2 separate regions of the Ovis aries genome follow, and region 1 is linked to region 2. The links are chromatin contacts, called in public Hi-C maps. All regions are on one chromosome and are shown on one strand. The core of a region is the stretch at or near the end of the contact, and the rest is flanking DNA. Distances in the headings are between cores, read along the strand shown.

What was found. Hi-C and Micro-C count contacts between places; a contact is called where the count stands out from the background.
Region 1: a contact with region 2 is called in a Hi-C map of hypothalamus, with 6 times the contacts expected there. The contact joins the enhancer-like site here to the promoter of STAMBP in region 2. A contact is called at or near these places in 11 of 16 Hi-C or Micro-C datasets (blood, hypothalamus, liver and 7 more).

What each region holds. Positions count from the first base shown.
Region 1 is chr3:95,855,959-95,862,826 of ARS-UI_Ramb_v3.0, forward strand. TET3 (tet methylcytosine dioxygenase 3) reads left to right here. Exons shown (of 12, transcript XM_015094461.3): 4 at 617-2,738. Among named protein-coding and RNA genes, the nearest start is that of TET3, 57 kb to the left of the region's middle. Within about 2 kb of position 5,168, at least 3 of the 54 cell types and tissues checked have an H3K27ac peak or open chromatin away from gene starts, as enhancers often do. A contact at or near this core is called in hypothalamus, where this site is marked.
Region 2 is chr3:95,658,182-95,664,342 of ARS-UI_Ramb_v3.0, forward strand. STAMBP (STAM binding protein) reads left to right here and starts at 1,845. Exons shown (of 10, transcript XM_027967012.3): 1 at 1,845-1,886; 2 at 3,843-4,060. The coding sequence starts at 3,858.

The DNA.
Region 1 (6,868 bases), core at 3,918-6,417, 200 kb after region 2:
GCTGTATGGGATGATCAGAGCTTCCTCAGGCCTGGGGCTGGGCTAAGAAGGTCGTCCTGTCTGCCACCTGTGCTCAGCCTGGGCTCGAGTGAGGACAGTAATAGGCCAAGGAAAGAACCATGGATTCCTTCCCACGAGAAGCCGTGCTGGGCCCTTGCGCAGACTGAATTTGTTAGTCAGAGGTGCGCGTCCCCTGCCCGTCACACACACTTGGCCCTGCTGGCGCGTTGCTGTGTGGCTGCTTAGTTAGCTTTCTCCTCCTCCTCGCAGAAGGCAAAGGTTCTGGCATCACTTTGGTCATCGTTGAAGACCTTTACGTGTGTCCTCAACAGATGCTTGGTTTCAGGGGCCTCTCATCAGTGTAATCAGTATGAGACCCAGCGAGGATCTGAGCAGCATTCAGACGTCCACGTTAGGCTCTCTTAGAGATCCGCTTCTGTGGTGCAGCCCGCTGGGAGAGGAGGTGTGGGGCAACTCGCTGAGGCTCAGGCTCGGTCAGAGACAGGGAGAGCAGGGCTAGGTGTGCCTCTCACTGACGTGGCACAGGACAGTGTGTTTCATGTATCGTGGCTCATCTTTCTCCCTCTTCTTCCTCCTCCCCTCTCTCTCTCTTCAGACAGGCTCAGAGCTCAGCCCAGTTGATGGACCTGTTCCAGGTCAGATGGACTCAGGGCCAGTGTACCATGGGGACTCACGGCAGCTAAGCGCCTCAGGGGCGCCAGTCAATGGTGCTAGAGAACCTGCTGGACCCAGTCTGCTGGGCGCCGGGAGTCCTTGGCAAGCAGACCAGAAGCCCGACTGGGACACGGCCCCAGGACCAGCTCACACCGCTCGCCTGGAAGATGCCCACGATCTGGTGGCCTTTTCGGCTGTGGCCGAAGCTGTGTCCTCTTATGGAGCCCTTAGCACCCGGCTCTATGAAACCTTCAACCGTGAGATGAGTCGTGAGGCTGGGAACAACAGCAGGGGACCCAGATCAGGGCCCGAGAGCTGCTCTGCCAGCAGTGAAGACCTTGACACGCTGCAGACGGCCCTGGCCCTCGCTCGGCATGGCATGAAACCGCCCAACTGCAACTGCGATGGCCCAGAGTGCCCCGACTACCTCGAGTGGCTGGAGGGGAAGATCAAGTCTGTGGTCGTGGAGGGAGGGGAGGAGCGGCCTAGGCTCCCAGGGACTCTGCCTTCTGGTGACGCTGGCCTCCCGGCGCCAGTCACCGGGCCGCTCCTCAACTCCGAGGTCCCCCAGATGCCTCCTCTGGAGGGCCTGCCCCTGTCCCAGAGCGCCCTGAGCATCGCCAAGGAAAAGAACATCAGCCTGCAGACTGCCATTGCCATTGAGGCCCTCACACAGCTCTCCTCTGCGCTCCCCCAACCTTCTCACGCCACCTCCCAGGCTTCTTGCCCCCTTCCCGAGGCCTTGTCCCCTCCTGCCCCTTTCAGATCTCCCCAGTCCTACCTCCGGGCTCCCTCATGGCCTGTGGTCCCTCCTGAAGAGCACCCATCCTTTGCTCCTGACGGCCCTGCCTTCCCTGCAGCAACTCCGAGAACAGAGTTTCCTGAAGCCTGGGGCACCGACACGCCACCGGCAACTCCCCAGAGCTCGTGGCCCATGCCTCGCCCAAGCCCTGACCCCATGGCTGAACTGGAGCAGTTGTTGGGCAGTGCCAGCGATTACATCCAGTCAGTATTCAAGCGGCCCGAGGCCCTGCCCACCAAGCCCAAGGTCAAGGTCGAGGTGCCCTCGTCCTCCCCGTCCCCCGTTCTCCAGAGGGAGGCGCCCACATCGTCCTCGGAGCCCGACACCCACCAGAAGGCCCAGACGGCCCTGCAGCAGCACCTCCACCATAAGCGCAGTCTCTTCCTGGAACAGGCCCACGACGCCTCCCGCCCGCTGCCCCCGGAGCTTCCTGCTCCTGGCTGGTGGGCGCCACCCAGCTCACCTGCCCCTCGGCCTTCCGACAGACCACCCAAGGAGAAGAAGAAGAAGCCCCTGGCACTAGCTGGAGGTCCTGTGGGAGCTGACAGAGCTGGCCCTGGGATCAAGCCCGGTGTCCGGAAGCCCGTTCACATCAAGAAGTCCAGGCCACGAGAAGCGCAGCCCCTCTTCCCGCCTCTGCGGCAGATCGTCCTGGAAGGGCTGAGGCCCCCAGCCTCTGAGGACGTGCAGGCTCACCCACCTGCCCCCGTCCCCACCTCACAGGGCTCTGTCGTCCCCCTGCCCCCAGAACCTTCTCTTGCGCTATTTGCACCTAGTCCCTCCGGGGACAGCCTGCTGGCCCCTACTCAGGAAATGAGGTCTCCCAGCCCCGTGGCAGCCCTGCAGCCAGGCTCCACTGGCCCTCTTCCCCCTGCTGATGACAAGCTGGAAGAGCTCATCCGGCAGTTTGAGGCTGAATTTGGGGATAGCTTTGGGCTTCCTGGCCCCCCGTCTGTGCCCATTCAGGACCCTGAGAACCAGCCAACTTGTCTCCCAGCCCCCGAGAGCCCTTTTGCTACCCGCTCTCCCAAGCAAATCAAGATCGAATCTTCCGGGGCTGTGACTGTGCTCTCAACCACCTGCTTCCATTCAGAGGAGGGAGGCCAGGAGGCCACACCCACCAAGGCCGAGAACCCACTCACACCCACCCTCAGTGGCTTCCTGGAGTCGCCTCTTAAGTACCTGGACACACCCACCAAGAGTCTGCTGGACACACCCGCCAAGAGAGCCCAGGCCGAGTTCCCCACCTGTGATTGTGTGGGTAAGTCCTTCTGGCTGGTGGGGAAGGGCAAGGGGATGAGGCCCGGTGGGCTTGGATTTCTAGGTTCTGGCTTTGATTTGGGAAACATTTGCTGTGTGCCGGCCACCACACTGGGGCCTGTGGACGCAGAAGTGAGCACGCAGGCTAGTGGAGAAGACATTGAAGGAAACTGATGGTGATGCTGTGTGGTATATCGTGTGTCAGTGGTGGTGCTTTGTCGTACAGATTGAGGCGAAGGCGTCGTGGAAGCCTTCCTGTGGGAGGTGGTGCTTGTGCTGAGGCCTGCAGGGCTGTCCGGTGGAAGGAAGATGTGCTGAGAAGAGGGAACAGCTTGGGCAACAGCTTGGTGCCCGTGACAGAGTAGGGCCTATTTCGATGGCTCTTGGCCTGAGAAAGCAAAAGGGAAGGAGTCTGTGTGGGGATGACGAAAGGCGGCTTGAGAAGCAGGCAGGGACCAGGTCTCACATGCAGGGCCCAGGGAGCCTCGCTTGGGAGTTTGGCTTAGTCTTACTGGTAATATGTAATGAGCTCCTGAGGGTTTTAAAGCACCAATCATCAGCTTGTGCTTCTGAAAGACTGTTCCGGCTTGTGGGGAGGAAAGACGGTGGTTGGGGGGGCCTGTAGGAAAGGTATTCTTGTGAGCCAGGCCTGGGCTGAAACACTAGGTGGGGAGAGGCAGCAGAGTTAGTAGCCTCTGAGGAGGGGGCTGTGGGGGCGTGGACAGCTCAGGTCTCTGGCTTGGTGGCAGTGAGCACTGAGAACGCACGTTTGGAGAAGTGGCGAGTTCTGTTTGGACAGCCTGAGTTGAAGGGCAGAGAGACTGTAGATCGGGCCCTGAGTTATGCATTTGGACGTAGTTAATTTCAGGTGATGGCTGAGGCCCTGGTGTGGATGAGAGCACTGAAGAATTGGGTCTGTTTCTGAGCCTTGCCTTCTGGAAGAGAAGCAGGGCACCGGGCCTCTGGAAGGCTGCTCTGGGGGACTTCGCTGTCTCGGGGGAGGTCATGGATGCCTCAGGAAACTCCAGGTCCACTATAGAAGGTGGATATCTGCTACTTACTGAGCATTCCGTAAAAGATGTGCACGTTTCAGATGCTGGCCAAAAAACACATTGAGACCGATGATGAGCATGTTGAATTGCTGCGATCTTATGATACACCGATAGATCTTATGAGAAGGCTGTCTTCTCTGCTTGTTTAAATACACTGTAATGTTTGGTCAGTTGTGTGATTTGTTGGGCTGTTGTATCCCAGTTGACAAGGAGAAGCTGGGCTGTCCTGCCTGCTCCAGCTATCCCAGACTCCTGGGGTACAAGACAGTGAGTGGGGCTGGCGACAAAGAATCTCTTGGAGAACAAGGAAAAGTTGGCCTCAGTGCTTCCATCCAGGGGTGCACAGATGTGCAGCGTCCTGCCAAAGGCTCACAAACGTGCCCTGAGATTGTGGTTTCCACTGAGGGCCAACCCTCTTCATTATTGGGTCTAATAATGATGTGACTTTGAGGGCCCCTTATTTCCCAGCGTTTGGGGGACACTTGTTCTGATCATAGGACGTGGGGGGCCCCCTTTCGCTCTTCATGTTTGTAGATGTCTGGCCTGTCTTCCTTTTGTTTAGGGCTTCATTTGCTGTTTCTCCTCCTCCATGGAAGGAAGTATTCTTATATAGGGCTGAGGACACAGTTGATCTGTGATAAATATTTAATTGTGGAATTCAGTGATACAGATATTGGGATGAAATACTATGTTTGGTCAAACTAATTTTTTTTAAACTTGAATTTTAATCCCATCACTTCCCCATGCCTAAAATGAAGGGGATAGTAGTACCTGGTCACCAGGGTTTATCTGAGCATTAAATTAGTTAATACAGGTAAAGCACTTAGGACTGTGTCTAGCATGTAAGAAGCACTGTAAGAGTACTTAGCTATTATCAAGCCTATCAAGTGCAAAAAAGCAAGAGAAGGATGTAAAAGCAGAAATATTACGAAGGAAAGAAAGTGTTGGCTGTTACTTTATTGATCTGTCATTTATTGTTTACCTAACCCAGTCCTAGTGACCAGTGTGATAAAATTTAAGAGAAATGGTTTAAGGACATCGTGGTCTGCTTAAAGAGACAATGTAAACAATGAAATACCCAGCGGTCCAGTCAGCAGGTATCTGCCGGGTGCCTGTGCTGTTATGTGGAAGTGGTTGAACTGCCATCGTGCTCTGAAACACTAGGCTTGGTTGTCATCTTGGAGGGCAGTGCTTTGCTTAGGAAGCTACTTTTCGGAGCTGGGTTTTGAAGACTGTAGTGAACATAGGTGGGGTGACGTGAGAAGGTAGCCACCCTAGCCCGAGGAATTCGTGAGTGTGGTTAAGGAGCAAGCCGCTGGCTCACGGTAGACCTGAGCCCTCAGGGTGCGCCTGCATTTCTTAGGCCAGAGGAGCCCCCCAGTGGATAGGACAAGATTCAGCTTGAAGCTCCTGAGCGAAAGCAGGGGCAGTAGAGAGTCGGCGTCAGAGAAATCCAGCGTGGCAACGGTGGCAGCCTGTTGCCGGGCAGGGTTTGGGGGTGGCAGGGGCAGTGGGCAAGAGGTAAGGGGAGCACCACCACTAGTTCTCCATTACTCCAACTTGTATTTTATTTGCATGTAATACGGATAAAATATTTGTATGCTATCTATTGCTAAACAAACAATTAGAACCAAACCCACCTTGTGTTGTTAAATGTTAAATTGTGGAAAAATGCTGACAATGAAAACAGCAGATACAAAGAATATTTAAATGATCAGCTCACCTAGGGTTAAAACAAGAATAGAGAGGGGACTTCCCTGGTGGTCCAATGGCTAAGATTCCATGTTCCCAATGCAAGGGGCCTGGGTTCGATTCCTGGTCAGGAAACTAGATCCCATGTGCTGCTACTAAAGATCCTGCATGCCACAGCTAAGACCTGGCACAGCAAATAAATCAACATTTTTTTAAAAATAGAGAAAAGCCTAGGAAGAACTACATCAACAGTGGGATTAAAATTCAAGTTTAAAAAAATTAGTTTGACCAAACATGATATCTCATCCCAATATCTGTATCATTGAATTCCACAATTAGAATATTTATTATGGATCAACTATGTCCTCAGCCCCACAGAAGAATATTTCCTTCCCTGGAGGAGGAGAAACAGCAAATGAGGCCCTAAACACAAGGAAGACAGGTCAGATGTCTACAAACATGAAGAGAGAAAGGGAGGGGGCCCCAATTCCTATGATCAGAATAAGTGTCCCCCAGCTGCTGGGAAATAAGGGGCCCACAAAGTCACTTCTGGTCAGACTGTGAGGGACTTTCCTCTCATTATGTTTTCTGACTTTTCTGTAATGAAATATGTATGTTATAACCAAGAAATATTTTTGAAAATGCCTCCTCCTAGAAGTGGCCCAGAAGATGGATTGGTGAAGAGTGACAACCCTGTGGCAGGAGACCAGTTAGGAAGCTGCTGAGAACAACAATAAGAACTACAACAGTAGTAATAAAGTGGCAGAGGAGAAGCTTGCTCTATTCTAGGAACTGTGCCAAGTGTTGCTTTGCAGGCACTGCCTCGTTTAATCCTCTGTAGCATCTATATGAGATAGATACTATCAGTAGTTCCATCATAATGATGTTTTTTCATTTCTTGATGTTTCCTGCTTTCTTGCAAAATTAGATTCAATGACTTTGCCAAGTCAAAGAGCTAGCATGGTGGAAGTAAGATTTGAACCTAGGCAGCTGGACCACTGTGATTTACTGTGATTAAAATTGTGTCACTGAGAAATAAGTCCAACTAAAATAGTGGTGTGAGAAATGGAGAGGGCCGAAGAAGGAAGGATTCACTTGGAAACAGTTTCTGGAGGTGCTGAGGTTTTTGTTAAAGCCTGGACAGGTGGTTTGGCAGAATTCAGCTGGTGTGGTGGAATTTATCTCTGTGAACTCAAGCTTGGGACAAGGGCTAGGAATGAAGCTTGTTCAGTCTGGAATTAATGTCAGGTGGGAACCATCTCATATTCCGGAAGCTCAGCCTCTCAACAGTGGTATGTAGAAAGGTGCAGATGGCAGGAAGCATTTTCTGTAGAAGTGCCAGTGAAATTGGGGGATGCCATTAAGCTCTCATAACAGATGATTTACA
Region 2 (6,161 bases), core at 595-3,094:
TAAAGAACAAATATATATTGATATAATATTTCTAGATAATCAAATATTAAACATACTGGGCTTTAGTCTATTAACATATTTTTAAATTTATTTTTAATTGAAGGATAATTGCTTTACAATATTTTGTTGGTTTCTGCCATACATGAATAAGAATTAGTCTACTAATATTTTTAAAAGTTTATAAAGCTGAATACTATACCTTGAAGCAAGGGATAAATTCAAATGTCATTTTTAACAAAATTCAGACTGGATATTGAAACAGCTTTAAACATTAAAACTCCAACAGCCAAGATCTAATATTGCTAATCTAAAACAAATGTACACCTGTTTTTTGCAATGGTAACCACAAATTTTATGATCACAACAGAGTCAGGTAACCTATGAAAACCTAGAAATTTCTAGTGAAATGCTGAAGTCTTTTCTTAACAAAGCTTTGAAAGTCCTATAGTCTGAAAAGGAAATGGTTACAAAATAAGTGCTTTTCAAATTTACAAATAAAATTTTATTGTAATATATGCTAAAAAAAAAAAATTAGGGACTTCCCTGGTGGACCAGTGGTTAAGACTCCATGCTTCCAAGCAGGGAGCATGTGTTCAACCAGTATCCCACAGTCTGTGCTGCACGGCTAGGAAAAAAAAAAAGTTAATGCCCCCAAATTTTAATGGCTTAACCAGTATGCAAAAAAGAACTCGAGGGGCTTAAGCGGTGTGCTAAAGTTTGCAAAATGAAGTGTACTTTTAGATCCTACTAGTGGAAACCACTAGAATGACTGCTCAGTTCCCCAAATACTCTTCCTCTGAAAATCTTGTCACTGACCAGGATGAACCCTAACAGCCACTGAGTCCAACGTGGCCTATCTTTCTGGCCACAAAGGTTTAAAACAGAACTCGACATGACCTTTCTGAATGTGACAATAAACAAAATTGAGGTGAAATGAGCTAAGATTTGAGTAATTTCTAAAAAAATAAGTGAGTGGAAATTCAGGGAAAGCAAATTTCCACATAGAGAAGACCCAAGGATGTGTATTTAGCATAAAAAATTCAAGACATAGCTCATCTGGTTTTTCAGTGACTTCGTAATATAAACAGGGTATTAATAATCTGGTGGGGTAGGTTTCAACATGCAATCAATCTTGATAAAGCTCATAGAATTTTCTGCAGAAAACTGGGATACCCTAGTTTTCAGGACTGACATAAATATATAACACGTGCTTCCCAGGTGGCGCTAGTAGTAAAGAACCTGCCTGCCAATGCAAGAGACATGAGATGCAGGTTTGATCCCTAAGTCAGGAAGATCCCCTGGAGGAGGGCATGACAACCCATTCCAGTATTCTTGCCTGGGGAATCCCAAGGACACAGGAGCCTGGCAGGCTCCAGTCCATAGGGTCGCACAGAGTTGGACAGGACTGAAACGACTTAGCACGCACGCACAAACATATAACTCATCTGCACAAACGCGGAGGACATAAAGGCATGCGGTAAGCATGAAGGTTACCAGTCTAATTTCAATACATGTATGATTTATGCAACAGATTTTATCTGATTTCATACTTCTTAAGCTTTTCCAAGGGATGTTGTATTACAACGTGTGTAGCCTTTCACTGTGTCTGTACTAACCTAAAATAAAAGTTAGCTTGGTCATTGGGTCCTTTGCTCGTTTTCTCTTCTTTGCTGGTTGATTTTCCTTTACCAAAATGGCCCCGCTCTCTCCTCATTGGTGTTTTCTTCTCCTGCAGGTGGCAGCTCTAGCTCCGCCCACCAGTCGCCGCTCGGGTCCTAAGTTTTTGAGAATTTAACTCACAGACCAGAGGGAGGGGGCGGGGCGGGGCGGGGCGGATGCCGGACGTGACGTTTTCGGAAGCGCCGAGAGTCGTCCGCGGGGGACAGGTGGGGAAGGGTCCCAGCTGTGTGGTGGGGCCCGGGCGCTGAGCGTGATCGGAGTCTGACGGCGAGCGGCCACCGTGAGTGTGGGGCCTGCAGCCTTCTCCTCCCTGCGCCCCCTGCCCGGCCTGTCGCGCGCGAGGCCCCTGACGGCTCCGGTCCCCTCCTACCGCTCGCGATAGACGCGAAAGCCTTGAATAATTTTGCCCGATGTTGACAACTTGGCTTGAGTGCCTTCGAGAAGGCCTCGAGTAGTTGTCAGTGGATCCTTCTCCGCTGTAAACGCCCCCATCGCTCATTCCTGGTACTTCCTTTCGCCTCCCGGTCATCTTCCCCCGTTTCGGTTTTTTCCGCCACTTTCCCCCTTATTTGCGGACGCTGCGTCTCCTCTTTGGAGTGTTGGTCAGCCTTGTCGTGTGGGGCAGCACTTGCTGGCCTTGGGAAGAGGTTCCATTCTCGACCAAAAGATCCTCTCCGGAGAGGTGATAAAGAGCAACAAGCCTCTCCTGCCTCAGTTAGCTTTGATGGGCTCTGCAGTGAGTTTACTAATTAGGCAACTTGGGGAGCTTTTAGATTTGCTAGTGGCTTCTTGAGCCCCTGAAAAGACTCCCACAGGAGGTGGACTGCCTCTACATCCCTGGTAGTCCCCACAACTTTTGTACCCTTAGGGTGTTTGAGAAAAAGCTTGGTGGAGGAAGTGTGACCTAAAGATAGAATTGACCTGGAGAAAATCATCTTTGAGGGAGTGCTTGGAATGGAAAACAACAGTGGGTAGACAAATGAAACACATATGAGGATTTCTGGGCAGATAAGAATCCTGACTGAAGCAAAAGGTCTCTGTTGGCAATGAGTAAGGTTTAAAAGGACCGAATGGGGCCAGTTGACACAGGGCCTTGAATTCCAAAATCTGCTATAGCTTGTGTGTTCTACAGCATGCTGGTTGTGCTGTGTCGCTTCAGTCATGTCCGACTTTGTGACCCTGTAAACTATGGCCCACCAGGCTCGTTTGTTCATGGGATTCTCCAGGCAAGAATACTGGAGTGTGCTGTAATACAGGGGGTGTGCTGTAATTCAGTATGCATCAAATACCCAGAATCTTCCTGGAAGTGATGTAGAGTGATATCTGATTGGAAGAAAGAATCTGATTCTAACAGCAGCAGTATCAGGAAAGACTCTAGAATGACTGCAATCTGAGACCCAGGGAGGGGAGACTCCCAGGCGGTTTTTGTTATTTTTGGTTTGGGTTTTGCCTTTCAAGTTACCTTTTTGTCCTTTTGTTATTCAAGGAGTACTTAGTCTTCAAAGATAGATTTGAATAAACTGTTTTCTAGATCTGAATTCCTTACCTTGAAATGATGATGTTGTACATTGACTGGACTAGTGATTTTATGAGCAGAGTCAGGATTATAAATATTCATCCCCACACCATTTCCCCTCACTAACCTTGTGCTAAAGTGCGAAAAGTTGTAGACAAAGTCCGTTACTCTCAGGTTAAATGATCAACTTAAAGTCAGTTAACAATCATCAGGAAATGTCATTGAGTATTCTCTGTCAGGTACTGGGGTGGGTGGAAGTGGGTAGCTGGGAGGAGAGATAATGGAAAAAATACAAGATACTGTTCCTTTTTTTATGGTGCTGAGGTCAGGGCCACCTAATGACAGGGAATGATTAGCATGAAAAGAGGACTGAAGCTCTTGTGGCTCATTATAGTTACACTCTTTGTACCACCTAATCATGCCACAGGCATTACAGGTTTCTGAGTCTGTCAGCCCTTTCATCCTTGTGAAATGGGCTTCCTGGAGGGTCTCAGGCTTCTTGTGGCGAAGAGACCTTAGTTAATATGGGCAACAGCATGTGGTGTTTTTCTCTTAATTTCTTTGTAAGGTGGAGGTTTGTTGAGATAAACACCTGTGCCGAGGTGACGGGGGCCTTGGTATTGATGCCATCTTTTACTTGTTTCAGGACGTCTTGGTCCTCATGTCTGACCATGGAGACGTGAGCCTCCCACCCGAAGACCGGGTTAGGGCTCTGTCCCACAGGGGCAGCGCCGTGGAGATAAATGAAGACATTCCACCCCGCCGGTACTTCCGCTCCGGAGTGGAGATTATCCGAATGGCATCTGTTTACTGCGAGGAAGGCAACATTGAATATGCCTTCATCCTCTATAACAAGTATATCACGTAAGACACCTCCAGTTTCCTTTTTCTTTTCTGGTGACTGATGCCTCACTCATGGTGCTCTTGTGCTCATTTATTTCTGCTCAGAATTGCTAAAACCAGAGGACTTTACAACATCCTTATCATTAATCATTTTTGCTTGCAGCTCCGACATATTAGCTGTTCTTGACATTCAAAGACATGGGTACTGCAAGTGTTGTTTTCGTGACTCAGTAATTTCATGAGTAAGAAACCTAGCTCTTTGGGCTGTGCCCACATGGCCCAGCTGTTAGGCAAGAGAGTTGGTGTTTAAACTATACATGTTTTGTATCGATGAAGGTTTTTTCCTGTCCCTTCGCTATGAAGGCAGCCAATCAGAGGATTATCGCTGAGGTTTAGCAGAGCCAAAATTCCTCACCTCTACCTATTTTGTAGCAAATTGATTGTCTCCGGAAAGAGTTTTTTCGTAACCTTTATCATAATCGTGTAAATCATTAAATAAGTATTGACCACCTACGGTTTGTATAGCTCATCATAAGACCTTTCCCTTGAGTTGCTTAGCCTCTTGCAGCTTTGAAGATTTCAGTTAACAGGAACAATTGCTAAAGTCCCAGTGACATTGGAAAAGATGTGTAATTTAGGAAGGGAATAATAATGTTAAAAGATCTCATTTCTAGTCTTGTTCTTTCATAATATTAGGACCTTAAGGTAACAATAATTACAGTGTATTTGTGTAGCTCTTCAACAGTTCACAGAGTATTTCACCTGCATTCATGTCATTTGATCTTTACAGTTCTGTGTGCGCTGTGTAGGGCGCATCATCCTTCCATTCTGCATATGAGGAAACACCCTCCAGGTTCAGTGGTAGGCTTTAGTCCACAATTTGCAGTGGCAAAACCTAGATTTTCCAACTCTTAATTCAGGATTCATTCTACAACATAAGTCCTATTCTTTTTGTTTTCTTTTTGGTACTGTTTCTTGAATTGAAGGTAGTCTTTTGAGATTATAGTCTGGTGACACATTAATTTGGGGTTATTCTTTATTGTTTTTTGAATAGGTAACGTGCATGTAGTGCAGAATTCAGAAGGCACAAAAGCGTATATATATTTCTAATCCTCTTTTCCCCCAAACCTTTAGTTCCCCTCCCCACAGGCAGTCACTCTGATTAGTTTCTTGTATGTTCTTCCAGAGGTGATGGGTGCATATTAATTATATGATACTAAGTTTTTGATCACATACTGCTCTAAAGCAGCGTTTGTCAACTTTGGTGTTAGTGACATTTTGCGTTGAACAATACTTTGTTGCACAGGAGTAGCCTGTGCATTGTAGTGTGTTTAGCAGCATCTTTGGTCTTTCTATTCACTAGATGCCAGTAGAGCCCCTTACCCCCAAGTTGTGACAACCCAGAATGTCTCCAGATATCACTAATGCTCTCTGAGAGGGAAAACTGCCCCAGTTGAGAGCCAGTACTCTAAAGAAAACTAGGTGTAAGAGTGGATTCCCTAGAATTCATATTGTAATTTTAGGATGGAACAAAGGGAGTGCTGTGGTTTCATAAAGTTTCATAGAGTTATAATTATCTTTCTCCCTCTCTTTGCTATTAGGAATTTTTCATTCCTAGGCACTATGGGCACAAAATTTATTTTCCTGAGATATTTCTTTGGCTATTGTCCTCCTCTTCATTTACTCTGCTGCTGCTAGAACTAGTATATTTCCAGTGATCTTGTAGACAGCTCTCTCAGAATGAGGGGCACAGTTCCTTTGGGAAATTATAGTTGAGTAAGTGCAGTAGAATCATGGAATCACTGTACCAGGTGTTTTCTGAAGGGCCTTCTGGGTCTTGTTGTTCCACATAGAAAGTGCTTTGAGGGTGAGGATCATATTCATTCAGCAAATATATATTGTGTATATCTGCTATCTACTTGACAGTGCAGTAAGTCCTACGTACATAGTAAGTAAAATGGCCCTTGCCCTTATTCTCATTATGGGAGAAGACAGCATACAGGTAAGCAAAGAAATATATGGTAACAAAATAGAGAAAACGCTTTGGAAGCAACAGAGAAAGTGCTGTGATAGAAAATAACCATGGATATCTAATTAAATAGAGTAACATCTATCTGAGAAT